2 separate regions of the Zea mays genome follow, and region 2 is linked to region 1. A link is a contact called in public Hi-C data. All regions are on one chromosome and are shown on one strand. Each heading gives the region's core, a stretch centred on a gene start, on an enhancer-like site or on the middle of the called end of the contact. The rest is flanking DNA. Distances are from core to core; before and after follow the strand shown. Region 1 holds the start of LOC100501833 (Protein TOC75-3 chloroplastic). Region 2 holds the start of LOC100382597.

Evidence for each region. Hi-C and Micro-C count contacts between places; a contact is called where the count stands out from the background.
Region 2: a contact with region 1 is called in a Hi-C map of ear, with 2.7 times the contacts expected there. The contact joins the promoter of LOC100382597 here to the promoter of LOC100501833 in region 1. A contact is called at or near these places in 3 of 25 Hi-C or Micro-C datasets (ear, endosperm and tassel).

What each region holds. Positions count from the first base shown.
Region 1 is chr9:146,091,397-146,095,375 of Zm-B73-REFERENCE-NAM-5.0, forward strand. It overlaps LOC100501833 (Protein TOC75-3 chloroplastic), which reads right to left and starts at 1,862. Exons shown (of 7, transcript NM_001196484.1): 1 at 875-1,862; 2 at 310-531; 3 at 1-10. The coding sequence starts at 1,606.
Region 2 is chr9:146,231,825-146,235,803 of Zm-B73-REFERENCE-NAM-5.0, forward strand. It overlaps LOC100382597, which reads left to right and starts at 2,202. Exons shown (of 13, transcript NM_001361669.2): 1 at 2,202-2,623; 2 at 3,627-3,744; 3 at 3,826-3,884. The coding sequence starts at 2,360.

The DNA.
Region 1 (3,979 bases), core at 612-3,111:
GTATGGATGCCTAAAAGAAAATAGCCATAAGCTCTGAGATTCATGACAGATAACAAACGAGATGTAGTTTACAGAAATAGTGTAGCCTAGCAATTATATACAGGGGAGGAGCTGCACCTATGGCGCTAGGTGCAGCACAAAAACACCTATAGAAATGTCATCAAACATGAAGATAAGTTCAAAAATTTCTACAATCTAGTCTGAGGCACATGAATACAGCCCTAGGTGTGGTAAAATCCTACATACACACTTCCTTATATAGAGAGGTTCTAGAAGGAACAGATGATTCCAAATAAATAGGTACATTACCAAAGTTGGTCGGCCTTCACGCCCAGGTACAATACTCCATTCTGTGCTTACTTCAGCTGACTTGGGTTCCAGTTCCTTAAGCTTAATTTCAACTACTATGCCCCCTTCCTTTGTCTCATCAGGACGTGGATTAACTTCTATGTTGGAAAACAAAGCAAGTGAATTTATATTCTTCAGAGCCTGTTTCCCTGCTCCAATGTTAAAGATGTGGCCAGGTCGAAGCTGTAAAAGATTAGTAGAGTCACAGATTAGAAGTCACAGGCATGCTAGGAGAAAATTCATGTCAGGACAACGACTATTTAGTAAAATAGATGGAGAGCAAGTATTTATGTTGCACGTCAAACAACATCATTGAGAGCACAAGACCAGAAGAATCACATGCAATAGCTAACACCGAGTGCAAGTATGAATGCATGCCTCTCCTGCGCGTTCGAGGAAAAAAATTATGATTGCATGCTACAGGATATTTTAATCATTAATCCACATATCCAAGTGCACAGCTCATAAAGTGTTACCATATGCCAATCAATGTAACATGTTCAGCGAGTGGTTGTAATTGGTATACCTGCTGCGGCAGCTCTCGGTCTATGATCGCAAGCTGGGTATTTCCTTCAACAATATTTCCAAGCTTATCCTGGAACTGGTACTCCACCTTGGTGATGTCACCCTCGACCACCTCACACACAACCTCATTGGTGTTAAGGTTTCCAAAGTTAACCACCTGTGCGCATACGAAACCCTCATTGTGGTACCATTTCTGGACATGATCTCTGATCTTCTGCAGCATCCTGGCACTCACTTTCTCCTGCTTCTTCATCATTCCCAGCACCTCTCCACGTACATTTTCTGGCAAGATGCAGGGATTGGCACCTCGTACACGCTGCTGGTAATCACGTTCCTGCTTACGGAGGTAATCCATTTTCTCCCTCTCTGTCATGTCCTGGTCGAAGTCAACCTGCCCTGACTGTGACATAAGCCCCACATTGATGCACTTGAACTGCTTTGCAGAACTCCACACACTCTCCACAAAGGAGACTGTGAGCCCAATTGTGTTATCTGGCTTGGGCTTCACCTCCAGATCAACCCGCTCAAACATGCCACAGGAGACGAGTGTCTCGAGCTCCTTCAACAGCTGCGACTTGGTGTACACGCCACCAGGCTGCAGTGTCACCATTTCGAAGAAGGAATCCTCTGGCCCCGTATAGGCGCCACCGCTGGCAGCTGCCCGATCAAAGAACTTGAGCTCAGACAGCTTATACCTCTTCAGCCCGCTCAGCTTCGTGAGCGGCACCGTCATGTTGACGGGGAGCCCGTGCGCGTCCCAATCCCCCGATGACTTGTCGTCCGCGTGCGCCGCGCCGGAAGAGATGAGCCGGTACCAGAAGTCTCCACCCCCTCCGCCACCGGCACCACCACCCCCCGCGCCCCATCCACCCCCTCCACCACCGCCGCCGCCGAAGAGACCCCCAGCACCGCCGCCGAACCCCCCAAACGAGCCGAGGAGGAAGGCCGCGCCCGACGAGGCAATGAAGAAGGCAGCGCCGGTCTTAGCGGTCTCGGAGAAGACGGAAAATATCGTGGGGAGCTCGATTCTGGGCTCAGCAGAGACCGGGTCGCTGCCGGGCTGCGCGCCGGCCGAGGCGGCGGCACGTATGGCGGCGGCGGCGGAGCCTCCCCGTGGTGGGCGAGCGGCGGGTTCATACCTGACGGGCGAGATGGATAAGGCTTGCCCCGCGTGGGGCTGCCCCAAGACGCGCGGGGTCGCGGCGGTGGGCACGGAAGAGGACCGCCTCCCGCCGTGGCCGCGGGGCCCCGCTGGCGGGGAACGGAGGGTGATGCCTTGGGAGGTTAGCGCCATTTGCGACCGCGGATACGGTGAGGATAGGTGTCGGCGTCGGCGTGGGGGAGCGAGGGCGGAGGGCGAGGAGGGGCGGAGGAGGTGCGTCTTCCTCGCCTCCTTGGGTCAGGGTTGGCCGGTTGGGTCAGTTTTCGAGTTTTCTATTGAGGGTTTAGCTGCGCTGGGCAGTGGGCGCGGCGGCGTGGCGTGGCTACCTCGCACGGCGGCCCGTCAGGCCGTGATGGCGTGCTACTCGCGACTCGCGAGTTGCGAAAGGAAGCCCTGTTGGGCAGTTGGGGTTTGGACGCTTCACTTTATGAGCATTTTTCTTTTTTCTTTTTTTTTCTTTTCTGGTGCTGTTTTGATGCCTTTATTGAATTAATCGCATGTTTGTTTCAATTTATAAATTATATAATCTAGATTATAATATGTATATAACTATTTGGATGCTCAGATTATATAAATAAAATTATTGGTCTTTGAACACAAAGACAAAAGCAACAATACCTCATGTGCGTGTGATTTGGGGGGAAAATGAAAATTGACAGACATTGTAATTTTATAAACATAATCATGAATGGTAAATCTTTTCTAAAAATAATCTTAAATAAGCTACTCTTAAACAGATTATGAGTCATAAGTAATTTAGGTGTTTATTTATTCGTTGAATTATTTACGTTAAACTATATAATTTAAATAGATTATAATTCGAAACAAGCATGACCTAACTACCAAACACAGTGTGAGCATCCAGGTGGGCATGCGTGAGGTGCACTGTGCACAGTACAGAAATGATGGCTTCATGCATCTTTTATTTCAAATTTCACATAGTCTACAGTATAAAGTGCACAACACAGAAAAGAACTAGCTTCAGAGTCTTTTAGATCAAACACCCTGGCCACAACAAAATCCAACTATTCCATCGGCATGTGCCAGTGTTGGATGGGTAGGGCTACGCTCAGGGCTAGTTTAGAAGTTATAAAATCGAGGGGATTAGATGGGAACATAATTTTAGTCCCTTCAAATTTCTCTGGTTTTGTCGCGTTTAAACTAACCCTCATGTTTAGAAATTATGAAGAAAATCTTTCGCAACGTATGTGTATGCACAGGGAAACGTATAGGCTAGCGTTACGCCGTATCATGAGAAGAAATTGAACCATTCCGTGCTACATTGTTCACTCTTCAGTCTTCAGTAAGTATAGAAAACAGCTAGCAAATACTAGTAGCGTATATACGCGAAAAGCAACGGAGACAACAAAGATAGAGGACACGCATATCTCTTGTCCATCGAGCCGACATCGACGACACTCTGTCCTACCGGGTAACAGCTTACTCATTTTTATATTTTATTTTATATTATATTTTACTCTGTTTATAATGCAATATACACGATTATATGCATAATCTACTACTGGCCATGGCCTAATATACTATTATCCAAGTTCTATGGAGCGAGTGTGTGCGTCTAGTATATCTATTCTGGCAACGAAAAAGGCGGATAAAAGTATCGGCGAACAATTAACATTAGCAAGTTTGAAAACTACATTTTCCCATGTCATTTCTATTTTCTCAAGTAAAAATAAACTATTTTTTTGGAAAAATAGAAATCCCTTATAAAAATGTGGTTCTCAAACTAACCCTAACATAATCAACTTTGCCCTGCAATTTCAGATTTTTTTTGACCGTGTCGTCTTCTGTACTGTTAGTTTGATGAACAACTTCCTTCGTCTCAAAATAAATAATACTTTTTAGATATTATATTAATTATCTGTCTTAATTTTTTTTACAAATAATAAAATAAATAGATTATTATCAAACTGTCTCTAATAAATA
Region 2 (3,979 bases), core at 952-3,451, 140 kb after region 1:
TATAATGTGTTGCTGGTGGGGCACCATAATGTTGCTGCGATGAATGTGGGAACTGTGCGTATTGCGCAGCTCTCGGCTCTGCGTATGCATATCCGGACGGTCCGGCGTAAGAGGCCGAATGGTCCGCGACCTAGCCAAATGGTCTGAAGGTATATCCAGATTGTCCAGCCGTATATGGTGCTACGTGGGTAGTCTCGTACCCAGACCGTCTGTCGTAAAGAACTGGACGGTCCGCGATCGGGCCGAATGGTCCAGGGCTGTACCCGGATGGATCGGCCATATATGGCGTGACTTGGGCAGTCTGCGCATGGACTCGTGTAGAGTCGGATGGTCCAGCGTAATACGTCGGCCGGTTCATGCCATATCCGGACGGTCCGGCGTAAGATGGCGGACGGTCCGCAACATATCCGGACGGTCCGGCGTGATGCACCAGACGGTCCGTGATGGGGCCGAAGTGTTCAGGGTTGTATCCTGATGGTCCGGCCATGTACGGTGCGACCTGAGTGTTTTGTGTGCGGGCCTGCATCTGGTCGGACGGTCCGGCGAAATACGCCGGACGGTCCGCGGTATACCTGGACTGTCTGAGATGATGTTCGGACGGTCCGGCCGTGTCCAGTACTTGCCGCGTGCCTAGTGGTTGTGGCTGTGATGGTGGCACGAAAGCGTGCATCGGCATACCATATGATGGCTGGGTCAAGGGTGACCCATTTATAGCCGATGTGTTTGACGCGGGTGGCACTGTATTAGACTCTCGCGATGGAAAGTTAGGAGCAACTGATTTCTCGTATGCACGTAAATGCATTTTAATAGATTCATCTACATATTGCTTTAACTGATCTCCTTGTTGATCCATGAAAGTCGTAAGAGATAGATCTGGAGTACTTACAGTGGGACCATGAAGTGGAGGTAGGAGAGATTCCATATCGATCTCCCCTTGACGGATGATCTTCTGGTGGCGATCTACCGTGAAGTGTGACAAGTACTTGTCCGCCGCCTCCTTGCGTCGTTCGGAGAGTTTATGCAGCAGTTCCGCCTCTTCCTTGTCGCGTTGTTCGTTCCATTGCCGCATCACCTCCTTCTCATCGCGCATTACGAGGTCTTCAAAGGGCATTTGGTCATCAGCCGGGAGCGCCTCCATGGCCGGCTTGATGATGTTGGTGGTGGAGATCTTGGTGTGATCCTTAGAACCGGCCATCTATGGGCCGATTTTTAGCAGGTCTAGACACCTAATCCCCAGCGGAGTCGCCAAAAGTATGTTGACACCTTTTTGGAGGCGCCAATTACTCAAGAGAACTAGCGGCAGTGCTCTCTGGTCAGGCGCGGACGGTCCGCGGCACAGGGCCGGACGGTCCGCGACCTGGCGCGAGGCGGCGGTGCTCTCTGGTCAGGCGCGGACGGTCCGCGGCACAGGGCCGGACGGTCCGCGACCTGGTGCAGGAGCCCGGGTTCCCTGCCTGACGTCCGGACGGTCCGCGCCCTGAGGCCGGACGGTCCGCGCGTGCGCAGGGGCTGCGGAAGATCGCCGGCGGCGCCTGGATCTCGCTCCCGGGAGGGACCCCGTCGGGGAGGAGAGATCCTAGGAGTTGTCTAGGCTCGGGCCGGCCGACCTAGACTCCTCTAATCGACGTAGAGTCGATGAGAGACAGAGAATTTGGGGATTGGAATACTAAACTAGGGCTAAACTAGAACTAGACTAGAACTACTCCTAATTGTGCTGAAAATAAATGCGAGATAGAAGTTGTATTGGTTCGATTGTTGGGGGTTCAATCGGCCGTAGCCCTTCATCTATATAAAGAGGGAGGTCTGGATCCGTTTCCAACTGTTTCCCGAGTTAATCCCGCGGTTTTAGGTAACAAATCCCGCGAGAAACTAGGAACCCTAACTGACTCTGCGCGCGCGCGGACCGTCCGCGCCACCACCGCGGACAGTCCGGACTGCGGACCGTCCGGCCTCGAGACCGGACCGTCCGCACGGCTCTTTTTAGAGCTCAACAAGTGGTATGCTGTGCTAAATATGCTTTCCCTGTTCACATCATAAAAACGACATAATATGATGCGACTCTATATATTGCTCTTGTGCTCAAAACAAATTGATATATATATCATATTCCAACGAGGAGAATCTTATGAAAGACGTTGGAATCTTATAAAAGGAGCGGATAGGGATAACCACATGGCCGGCCCCGCCGCGGGGTGAACACGACGGCCTGACCCGGTTTCCTTCTCTCGCCTTCTCTTTTCTGTAACGCGCAGTATACGGCGCCGTTGTTTCTCCCCACGGCGGCATCTCCTGCGTGGCGCCGCCTTCCGGCGAGAGCTGCGACGGCGGCGCACTAGGCGAGTTACTGGACACGAGAGCGATGGGGGACGGCGCCAGCGGCCGCGGCGGCGGAGGCGGGGCCGGGCGGCGGGTGGGGGAGTACGAGCTGCTGCGACCGATCGGGTCGGGGGCGTACTCGCAGGTGTGGCTGGGGAGGCACCGGGCGCGGGGCACGGAGGTGGCGGTGAAGGAGATCGCCATGGAGCGTCTCAGCAACAAGCTCCGCGAGAGCCTCCTCTCCGAGGTCGACATCCTCCGTCGCATCAGACACGATAACGTCATTGCACTCCACGAATCCATCAAGGTACCCCGCCGCGCCTTGCCGCCCCATTTGATGTCGCTCGTGATCTCCCGTGCTATCGATGTGGATCTGCAAGGTGTTGGTGCTGTTGGGGGGTCTGATTATAGGCTAGGATGTATGAAATTGAGGAGTTTCTCCGGTGAATTCTAGCTTATAATGAGCAGGCATTTTAGGTAGGTGGGGCTCTAAGCAAAGGAAACCCTGTCTAACTTGATGTCCGTTTGGATGGGAACTAGTTTGCAGGAGATAGATTTGAATGTTCGCTAGCCAGTTGTTGCCTTGCTTGAAATAGGAGGTTCAGTCATGAATGATTCCGTGAAATTCTATATGGCCTTTATCCTAGTTAATTTGTTAGATAGATTTTTTCGGGAAGCTAGGATTTTGTGGAACACTAGGAAACAAAAATACCTTTAATGCTGAATCTCGATGTTGTGAGTGCAATACTCGGACGGGGAGGGAAAGACCGCCCTCCCAATATTATATTAAGAAGAGACCGAAACATAGCCTCGGCCGAGAATACCCCCTTACTATGGCCCCATCACTAACGGGCCAATCAATTGCCCACTCTGCAACGGCCCAACCGGATGGTGACGCGCAAGATATCGATCCCCGAGAGCGGGTGGGGCACAACGAGGGGATTTTTTTTAACCAAGCCCGAAATTCGTCTCCGAGGGGGGATCGAACCCGAGAGCTGGAGGTGCTACTCGGAAGCCTTAACCATTACGCTAGGAGGCCCTTCGCTTGTGAGTGCAATCCTGCAATCTACCAGTTTAATAGCAAACTCATAGGGTCAACTTTCTCTCTGGTATTAATGTTGTTATCTTTTTCTTGTTCAGCAAACAAAGTTCTTCTCCATGCACAGGGACTGGAGAACACTCTGTTTCTAATTAGTACTCACTCCGTTTTTTTATATATGACTTTTTCTAGTTCAAAAATGAACTATTGGGCGTCAAATATTTAGAAATGGAGGTAGTAATTACCATAAATAACTATTGTGTATGATTAGGACCATGGGAGCATATATCTCATATTGGAGTATTGTCGAGGTGGTGACTTACATGCATACCTTCAACGTCATAAAAGAGTTTCTGAAAAGGTTGCTAGGCATTTCATCCGTCAGTTAGGCAAGTGACTCATCAATGGTCAGCCCCCTTATCCTCTGCCTTCCCCCTAGCTTTTCTCATAATGTCTCATTTTTCTGGCAGCATCTGGTCTGCAAATGCTTCGCGATAATAACGTGGTTCACCGAGACCTAAAACCTCAGGTTTGCTTACTCACTTTCTAGTTTCTGTTTCCATGATAGTTGAATATTCCATGGTCAAGTGTTCAAGAAATATACAGTGGTTAAATTTATCTAAT